2 separate regions of the Macaca mulatta genome follow, and region 1 is linked to region 2. A link is a contact called in public Hi-C data. All regions are on one chromosome and are shown on one strand. Each heading gives the region's core, a stretch centred on a gene start, on an enhancer-like site or on the middle of the called end of the contact. The rest is flanking DNA. Distances are from core to core; before and after follow the strand shown. Region 1 holds the start of CHFR (checkpoint with forkhead and ring finger domains). Region 2 holds the start of GOLGA3 (golgin A3).

Region 1 (3,899 bases), core at 74-2,573, 44 kb after region 2:
AAGACTCTTAAAAAAACAAACAAACAAAAATAAACAGGTGCAAACACATTATAAGGGGTGACAGTAAAAAAAAAAAAGAAATTTGCTTCCAAACAGCACATATCTCCCATCCTCGCTCCTTTTCAAAGTATAATGTCAGAGCTAATTTATTAATTTTCACACAAACTAAACATTTTTGTTGACAGGACCAGTGCATTTCCCTCCCCATACAAAGGCTACAGGAGAAAATCAAACTACCAGATGGTTACTTGGGAGCCTGGAGGCAGTGAATGTGGAGGCTGAGGGAACTTCCTCTCACTAATTGTATGACTTTGTTCAAGTTCTTAGCTTTCCAGGTTCATTAAATAAATAAATATTCTAGGGGCTGGGACTCGAGATCTTTGTTAATGTAGGCACTACAGCTATAAATTTCCCTAGAGTACTGCCTTGGCTGCATCCTAAACGTCTTTTGGTGTATTCTATTTTTGTTTCATTTGTCTCAAAATATTTTTAAAGGTTTCCCCCTGAAAAGACTTATTTGACCCATCGCTTGCTTTTAAGGGTGTAGTGTTTAATGTCCATATATCTGTGAATTTTCCACTTTTCCTTCTGTTATTTTTAACTTTGTTCCATTATAATCAGAAAAGATACTCTGTACAGCAACGAATGTGACAATATTGCATTCCGGAGAGTATATTAACACAACTACTTTATAAAGTTGTAACGAGGGCTAAATGATGTGCATGAATCATGCGCAAGAGTGGGTGGGCAGAACGCCGAATAAACACCAGTTCTTACGTGAGATTTCACTGCACCGCCGCCCCTGTGACCTGCCCGCAACCGGGTGGCTCTGCCCGGCCCGGCCCCCGGCCCCCGGCCCCCGGCCCCGGCCCCGGCCCCCGCCCCCGCCCCGCACCTCGTCTCCGCCCGATGGTCCACTCCCGCTTCCTCAGGAGGACGTGCGGCTCGCCCTCCTCGGCGCCCAGGCGCAGGAGCCGTCCCCAGGGCTGCGGCGGCGGCGGCGGCGGCTGCTTGCCTTCCTCGGGCCGCTCCATCGGGATTCACATCTGCGGAGACCCCGGAAACGCCCGTGGAGACTCCCGACCCCAGAGGCCGAGACTCGGCGCCCGCCCCACCCCGCGAGCCCTGGCCCGGCCGCCCGCGCCCACGCAGCCCCGCGGCCCGGCCCAGACGCCGGCGGGCGCCCCCTCCCACGGCCGCAGCCAGGTCCCCCTTCGCGGTCCGCCGCAGCCCTCTCGCCGGCCGCGCTTACCCCCGCCCTGCGTCGAACCCGGAACCGGCTGCGCCGCCGCCGCTGTCAACAGACATTGCGGCTCCCTCAGCTGATCCGCGGGGCGGGGCCAGCGGCGTCTGCGCCCCGCGATTGGCTGGTGGCGGCGCTCACCGAGAGCGGCGGCTAGAGCGGAGCCGGGAGTGGCCAGCGAGAGTAGGCGCGTGGCGGACGAGCGGCCATCTTTGATCCTGGCCGGGAGACTTCGTCGCCTGCGGATCACGGAAGTGGCTGCGGTGGGCGCCATGTTATGTTGGGGCAGAAAGGACGGGGAACTTCCGGATTGGAAGCCCTTAGGATTCTGAAAGCCCGGCTGAGCTGCGGATGAGTCCTAGGAGTCGAAGACGGTCCACCTTAGTTGTCACGAGGTAGTGCACGTGGAGACCCTTTCGGGTACAGTTGCACACAGCGGATCACACAGATCCGAAGTCTGAAGCACAGGGCGCGCTCCAGGAGTGGGAGCGGCTGCGTTGTGGGCAGGGCGGACGCGGGGCCACGTCTTGGCGGGTGTTTTGCGGTGTCTTCCCGTTCTGAAAGCGCGTACCCTTTACCTCAGTATCCCACTTTTTGGAATCCCGAGACGTTCACGCGTGTGCTCCAGAGAAGAGCGCCAGAGGGTATTCCCTGAAAGTGAAAGGTTGGCGAAAGCGGAGTAAACACGGCGAGGTGAGTCCACGCAGGGCGTCTGTGCGGTTTGAAGGAACCAGCCAATGTCTGCACTGATGAGGAGCCCCCAAGTGCGGTTTTAAAAGGGTGAAGCAGGACCCGCCGCAGTGATTTATGCCTGTAATCTAAGTGCTTTGGGAGGCCTAGGCAGGAGCTCGAGATTAGCCTGAGACCTCATCGCTACCAAAAAAAAAAAAAGTCGGCATCCATTTGTGTAAAACAAACCATATATACACACGTATATGCATATATAAACATTTGTATATATAGGTATAGGCATGTAGCAGGACGAGCAGCAGACAAAACTCATCAGACACCGAGTTAAAGAAGGAAAGGAAGGGGTTTATTCAGCCAGGGGCATCGGCAAGACTTCTATCTCAAGAGCCGGGCGAGTGAGCGATTCCTGTCCCTTTTAAGGGCTCACAACTCTAAGGGGGTGCATGTGAGAGGGTCGTGATTGATTGAGCAAGCAGGGGGTACATGACTGGGGGCTGCTTGCACCGGTAATTAGATCGGAACAAAGCAAGACAGGGATTTTCACAGTGCATTTCTATACAATGATTGTAATCTATAGATAACAGAACCAATTAGGTCACGGGTCGATGTTTAACTACCAGGCCCAGGGTGCCGCACCGGGCTATCTGCCTGTGGATTTCATTTCTGCCTTTTAGTTTTTACTTTTTCTTTCTTTGGAGGCAGAAATTGGGCGTAAGACAATATGAGGGGTGGTCTCCTCCCTTAGGCATAGTTATCTATACCTTGTAAACCAAAAATAAATTTGTAAGCCCCCCAACCAACTGAATGAACTGATTCTCTCAATGCCAAAGTTAACCTGAAAAACCAGTTCAGTCCCTGATGGGAAGCAGGGTTTGGACATGTCCCATTATACTCTCCTCCCTTTGGAATTCAGGTATAACTGACCAGCATCGACATTAAAACAGACACCTTAAGGCTGACCAAACAGACTGTAGTATTAAAATACATCACATGATAAATAGCAGGCCCTGGAAGAAAACGAAGTATTTTACCCAGCATTGCATTTCTTTAACATAGTTTTATATAGCCCTGCAGAACTGTCTCCTGGGGGAAATCTATTTTGTAGAGAATCTCCTTCCTTTTCCACATCTTTTCCTGATCCAGGAGAGAACGTAAGAGTCTGGCACCTTTTTAATTCTAATAAGAAACGTTTACCATCTATTCTTTCTAAAGCCTGCTGCCTGGAGCTGCATCCGCATAAGAATGGCCAGGATGGTGGTGTTCAAGCCTGTAATCCCAGCACTTTAGGAGGCCGAGGTGGGAGGATCGCTTGAGCCCAGGAGTTCCACACCATCCTGGGCAACATAGGGAGACCCCGTCTTAGCTGGGCGTAATGACAGCACATGCCTATCGTCCCAGCTACTCGGGAGGCAGAGGTGAGCAGATTCCTTTAGCCCAAGAGGCCGAGGCTGCGGTAAACCACAGATTGTGCCACTGCAATCCAGCCTGGGCAACAGAGACCCTGTCAAAAAAAATAATAAAATGGAACCTTGGGCTCCCTTATCTTAACCCAGACACTCCTTTCTATTGATTCCGGGTCTTTAGATAATAACCCTTTCAACCAAGTGCCAGTCAGAAAATCTTTGACTCCATCTATGACCTTTCTCCCTAAAATGTGTAAAACCTGCCGGGTGCGGTGGCTCACGCCTGTAATCCCAGCACTTTGGGAGGCCGAGGCAGGTGGATCACGAGGTCAGGAGTTCAAGACCACCCTGGTCAAGATGGTGAAACCCCGTCTCTACTAAAAGTACAAAAAAAATTAGTCGGGCGTGGTGGCAGGTGCCTGTAATCTCAGCTACTCAGGAGGCTGAGGCAGAGAATTGCTTGAACCCAGGAGGCAGAGGTTGCAGTGAGCTGAGATCGTGCCACTGCACTCCAGCCTATTGACAGAGTGAGACTCCGTCTCAAAAAAAAAAAGTATAGGCCG
Region 2 (3,981 bases), core at 844-3,343:
CTCACGTCACTGCAGAGACGTAAAGGGCAGGCTTGGAAGTCGGCCTCAGCTCCCGACCCTCCACCACTTAGCTGTGAGATCCTGGGCTAAAGATTTAACCACTTTTAGCCTGTCTCCTCCCGTAAAACAACGAGAAAATGAGTGCAAAATTTTGCCAGGATTAAATACAACAAGGCACAGAGTCTGTCCCATGTCCTCAATAAAATGGCAGTAATTATGATTTTCCCTTTAGTTGTTGCTTGTCAAAATCGCTAAGTAAAAGCCAACCTAAGGCATTCTCACGTGGGAAAGTGCTACATTTTCTTTTTTTTTTTTTGAGACTGAATCTTGCTCTGTCACCTAGGCTGGAGAGCAGTGGCGCGATCTTGGCTCACTGCAAGCTCCACTGTCTGGGTTCACGCCATTCTCCTGCCTCAGCCTCCTGAGTAGCTGGGACTACAGGTGCCCGCCACCACGGCCGGGTAATGTATTGTATTTTTAGTAGAGACGGGGTTTCACCGTGTTAGCCAGGATGGTCTCGGCCTCCCAAAGTGCTGGGATTACAGGCGTGAGCCACTGCGCCCGGCCATGCTACTATTTCTTAAGGCAATGGGGCGGGGGGAGGGGGGGGGGCGGGGGGGGGGAAGCTCCTCTTCAATCTGAGTAAAGTCAAATGATTTATTTCCTTCTATACTGCCCGGAAAGCTATTAAAGGGTTATAAAGGGCTATGTTCATGTCATTTAAAAGACAATTCAAAATAACCCACGACGACGGGTGTGGCTGCTCACACCTGTAACCCCAGCACTTAGGGAGGTTGGGGTGGGGGAATCGCTTGAGGCCAGGAGTTCCACACCAGCCTGGGCAATACAGCAACACACCCAGTCTCTTAAAAAAAAATCCACGAGTCACCTGTAAATGGCTTACACTGTCCCAGTGACAATAAACTCCAATCTCTCACCAATCCAGCACCTGCCTACACCAACATCCTTACCTCCATCGCTTTCCCCCTGTGCCATTACACTCCAGCCACATTCTCCGCCTTAAAACGCCAACCTTTCTCCGCCCTCAGGATCTTCAAACTTTCTGCCTGAGACGTGTTTTTCTCACAATTTTGCCTGGCTTGTTTCTCGTCATAGAGGCCTTAGTACAGAAGTCGCCCGCCCCCCAGGCTCCCACACACCAACCACCGCCCGGTACCCTCTCGGTGGCGACCCTGGGCGTCCCTGTGCTAGGTGAGCTCGGCGGGGGCAGGGACCCAGGCCCACAATGACCAGGACCCGCCGCACGACTGACATTCGTCGGGTTCATACCCGTGACAACGCCCGGCCCCACTCGCTCTGGGCACCTGGAATGGAGACAAGTCCGCCAGCGACAAAGGCAAACAAGGAAGTGCTCGGACTCCTGAAACCCCGGCTTCCCACGAACCACCCGACACCAAGTCACGCTTGTCAGCTGCAAAGGGCCAGACTAAAGGCACAAGCACTGCCCGAGCGGTGGCAGTGGACAGCTTCAGGACATGCCGCGCTCGTCAGGCGCAGACAAGCATTCAGGAGGGCTCGCGGGCACCGGCATGTACAGAGTCAGCTCCGCTGCAGCTGAAGCGGGCGCCCAGGCCCGAGGCCACCGCAGCGAGGAGGGGGCGACTGGAACGGGGCCGTCCCGCAACGCTGCAGGGACGGGCCCAGGCCCCGCCGCCCCACGCCCGGCCTCCGCCGCAGCCCCTCGGGCCTCCCCGGCCCAAGCACGGCTGGAACCAGAGCCCTGAGGCGCCGCGTCACCCCGCCTCTCACCCTGCTGCTGCGGCAGCCACGGAGGCCGCCCGGCCCGGATGCTCCGGCAGAGACGTGGCCGTGCGAGGGGCGGGGCGAGCGGTGCAGCGGCCTCGGGTCCCCGGAAACAGCCTGCACGCGCTGCCTTCGTTCCGGAACAGAGACTGTCCTCCTCTTCTGCCAGCGGCCACCCCAGAGCCAGGGACGCTCTGGCCGCAGGGTCCGGATCGAGCTCACCTCGGAATGTCCTGAGGCCGGCTTCAGAAAGTGACCTTAGGAGTTTGCGGACCTTTCCCTCGTAGAAACACAACTTCCGGACGTGCAGGACCAACTCCTTCAGGAAGCTGAACTGAGCTTCCGGCGGAAGTGGCGTGGCCGGGGCTCGGCGGGGGCGCGGCCGTCCTCGGTGTGGGCGTGACTTCCCCGCCCGCCCTAGCCCGGTCCCCGCCCCAACCCCGCAGCTCCACTCGGCCGGCGCCTTTCGCGCTTCAGGTGCCAGTTCAAAGGCGACGCTGCTTTCGACCCTATTTGCTTCCCCTTTAAAAGGCAAAGCTGGACTGCGCGGGGCGCGGGGCGCTGGGGAACGGCTTTCCACCTTCCCTCGTCCGCCAGGCCGCTCTTCCAGCTGTGAGGAAGGAGGCCGCCTCGGGGTCCTCTGTGATGTTGCGCTCATCTCTGCGGATTTTGGATACAGCCTGTCTACGAACCTTTCTGGGATTTTGATGGGAACTGCTGCAGATCATTTGGGGAGCACGGGCATCGCTGACTCGGTCCTTCATCTGCGTCCATGGTGGCTTCTCCATTTATTTAGGGCTTTTGATTTCTTCCACCAGCATTTCGTAATTTCAGCATACAGATTCTGCACCTTTGAAGTGTATAGTATTTCACATCAAGCAACTGTGACACTGCGTTTTTGACATCGTTTTCTACGTATTCACTGTTGGTCTACACAAACGTGATGAATTCTATCTTGATTTTGTTATCCTGAGACCTCGCTGAACTCATTAGTTTGAGGGTTTATTTGACGTTTTGCCGTTGTCTGTTGTAAAATCCTTGTATTTTTTACATGGGCCATTATCTGCAAATGCAAATTCCAACTCAAAATGATCACAGACTGAGGCGTAAAATCTATGAATGAAACTATACAACTTTTAGAAGAAAACAATTTCTTACGTCTAGAGCTTGGGGAAGAGTTTCTAGATCTGACAAGCAAGCACAATTCACAAAAGTTGATAGCGTAAACTTCATGAAAAAATTAGAAACTTTTCACCAGACACGGTGGCTCGCACCTGTAATCCCAACACTTTGGGAGGCCGAGGCGGGCGGATCACCTGAGGTCAGGAGTTCAAGACCAGCCAAGCCAAATGGTAAAACCCATCTCTACTAAAAATAATTAGCTGGGCGTGGTGGCGAGCGCCTGTAATCCCAGCTACTTGGGAGGCTGAGGCAGAAGAATGGCGAGAACGCCGGGGGTGGAGCTTGCAGTGAGCCAAGATCATGCCACAGCATTCCAGCCTGGGCGACAGAGCGAGACTCCGTCTCAAAAAAAAAAAAAAAAAAAAAAAGGCCAGGCGCGCTGGCTCACGCCTTGTAATCCCAGCACTTTGAGAGACTGAGGAAGGTGGATCACAAGGTCAACAGATGGAGACTATCCTGGCCAACATGGTGAAACCCAGCTCTACGAAAAATACAAAAAAATTAGCTGGGTGTGGTGGTGCGTGCCTGTAGTCCCAGCTACTTGGGAGGCCGAGGGAGGAGGATCACTTGAACCCGGGAGGCAGAAGTTGCAGTGAGCTGAGATCGTACCACTGCACTCCAGCCTGGGTGACAGAGCAAGACTGTCTCAAAACAAACAAACAAACCTTATGAGAAAGACCACATTAAGAGGATGAAAAGATGAGTTACAGACTGTGAGAAAATATTTTCAAACCACGTTTGTTGAAGGACTAGTAGCTAGAATATATAAAGAACTCTCAAAACTTGATAGTTAAAAAAAAAAATACAATTATTCTGGGCACAATGGCTCATGCCTGTAATCTCAGCACTTTGGGAGGCCGAGGCGGGCAAATCACTTGAGGCCAGGAGTTTGAGACCAGCCTGGCCAACATGGAGAAACCCTGTCTCTACTAAAAATATAAAAATTAGCCAGGTGTGGTGGTGCACGCCTGTAATGCCAGCTACTAGGGTGGCTGAGGCACAAAAATTGCTTGAACCTGGGAGGTGGAGGTTGCA

The links. A called contact is a pair of places that touch in the nucleus more often than the background predicts.
Region 1: a contact with region 2 is called in a Hi-C map of blood, with 2.2 times the contacts expected there. The contact joins the promoter of CHFR here to the promoter of GOLGA3 in region 2. A contact is called at or near these places in 2 of 14 Hi-C or Micro-C datasets (blood and fetal cortical plate).

What each region holds. Positions count from the first base shown.
Region 1 is chr11:140,245,728-140,249,626 of T2T-MMU8v2.0, forward strand. CHFR (checkpoint with forkhead and ring finger domains) reads right to left here and starts at 1,324. Exons shown (of 18, transcript XR_013401726.1): 1 at 1,253-1,324; 2 at 896-1,046.
Region 2 is chr11:140,200,818-140,204,798 of T2T-MMU8v2.0, forward strand. GOLGA3 (golgin A3) reads right to left here and starts at 2,094. Exons shown (of 24, transcript XM_028830242.2): 1 at 1,987-2,094.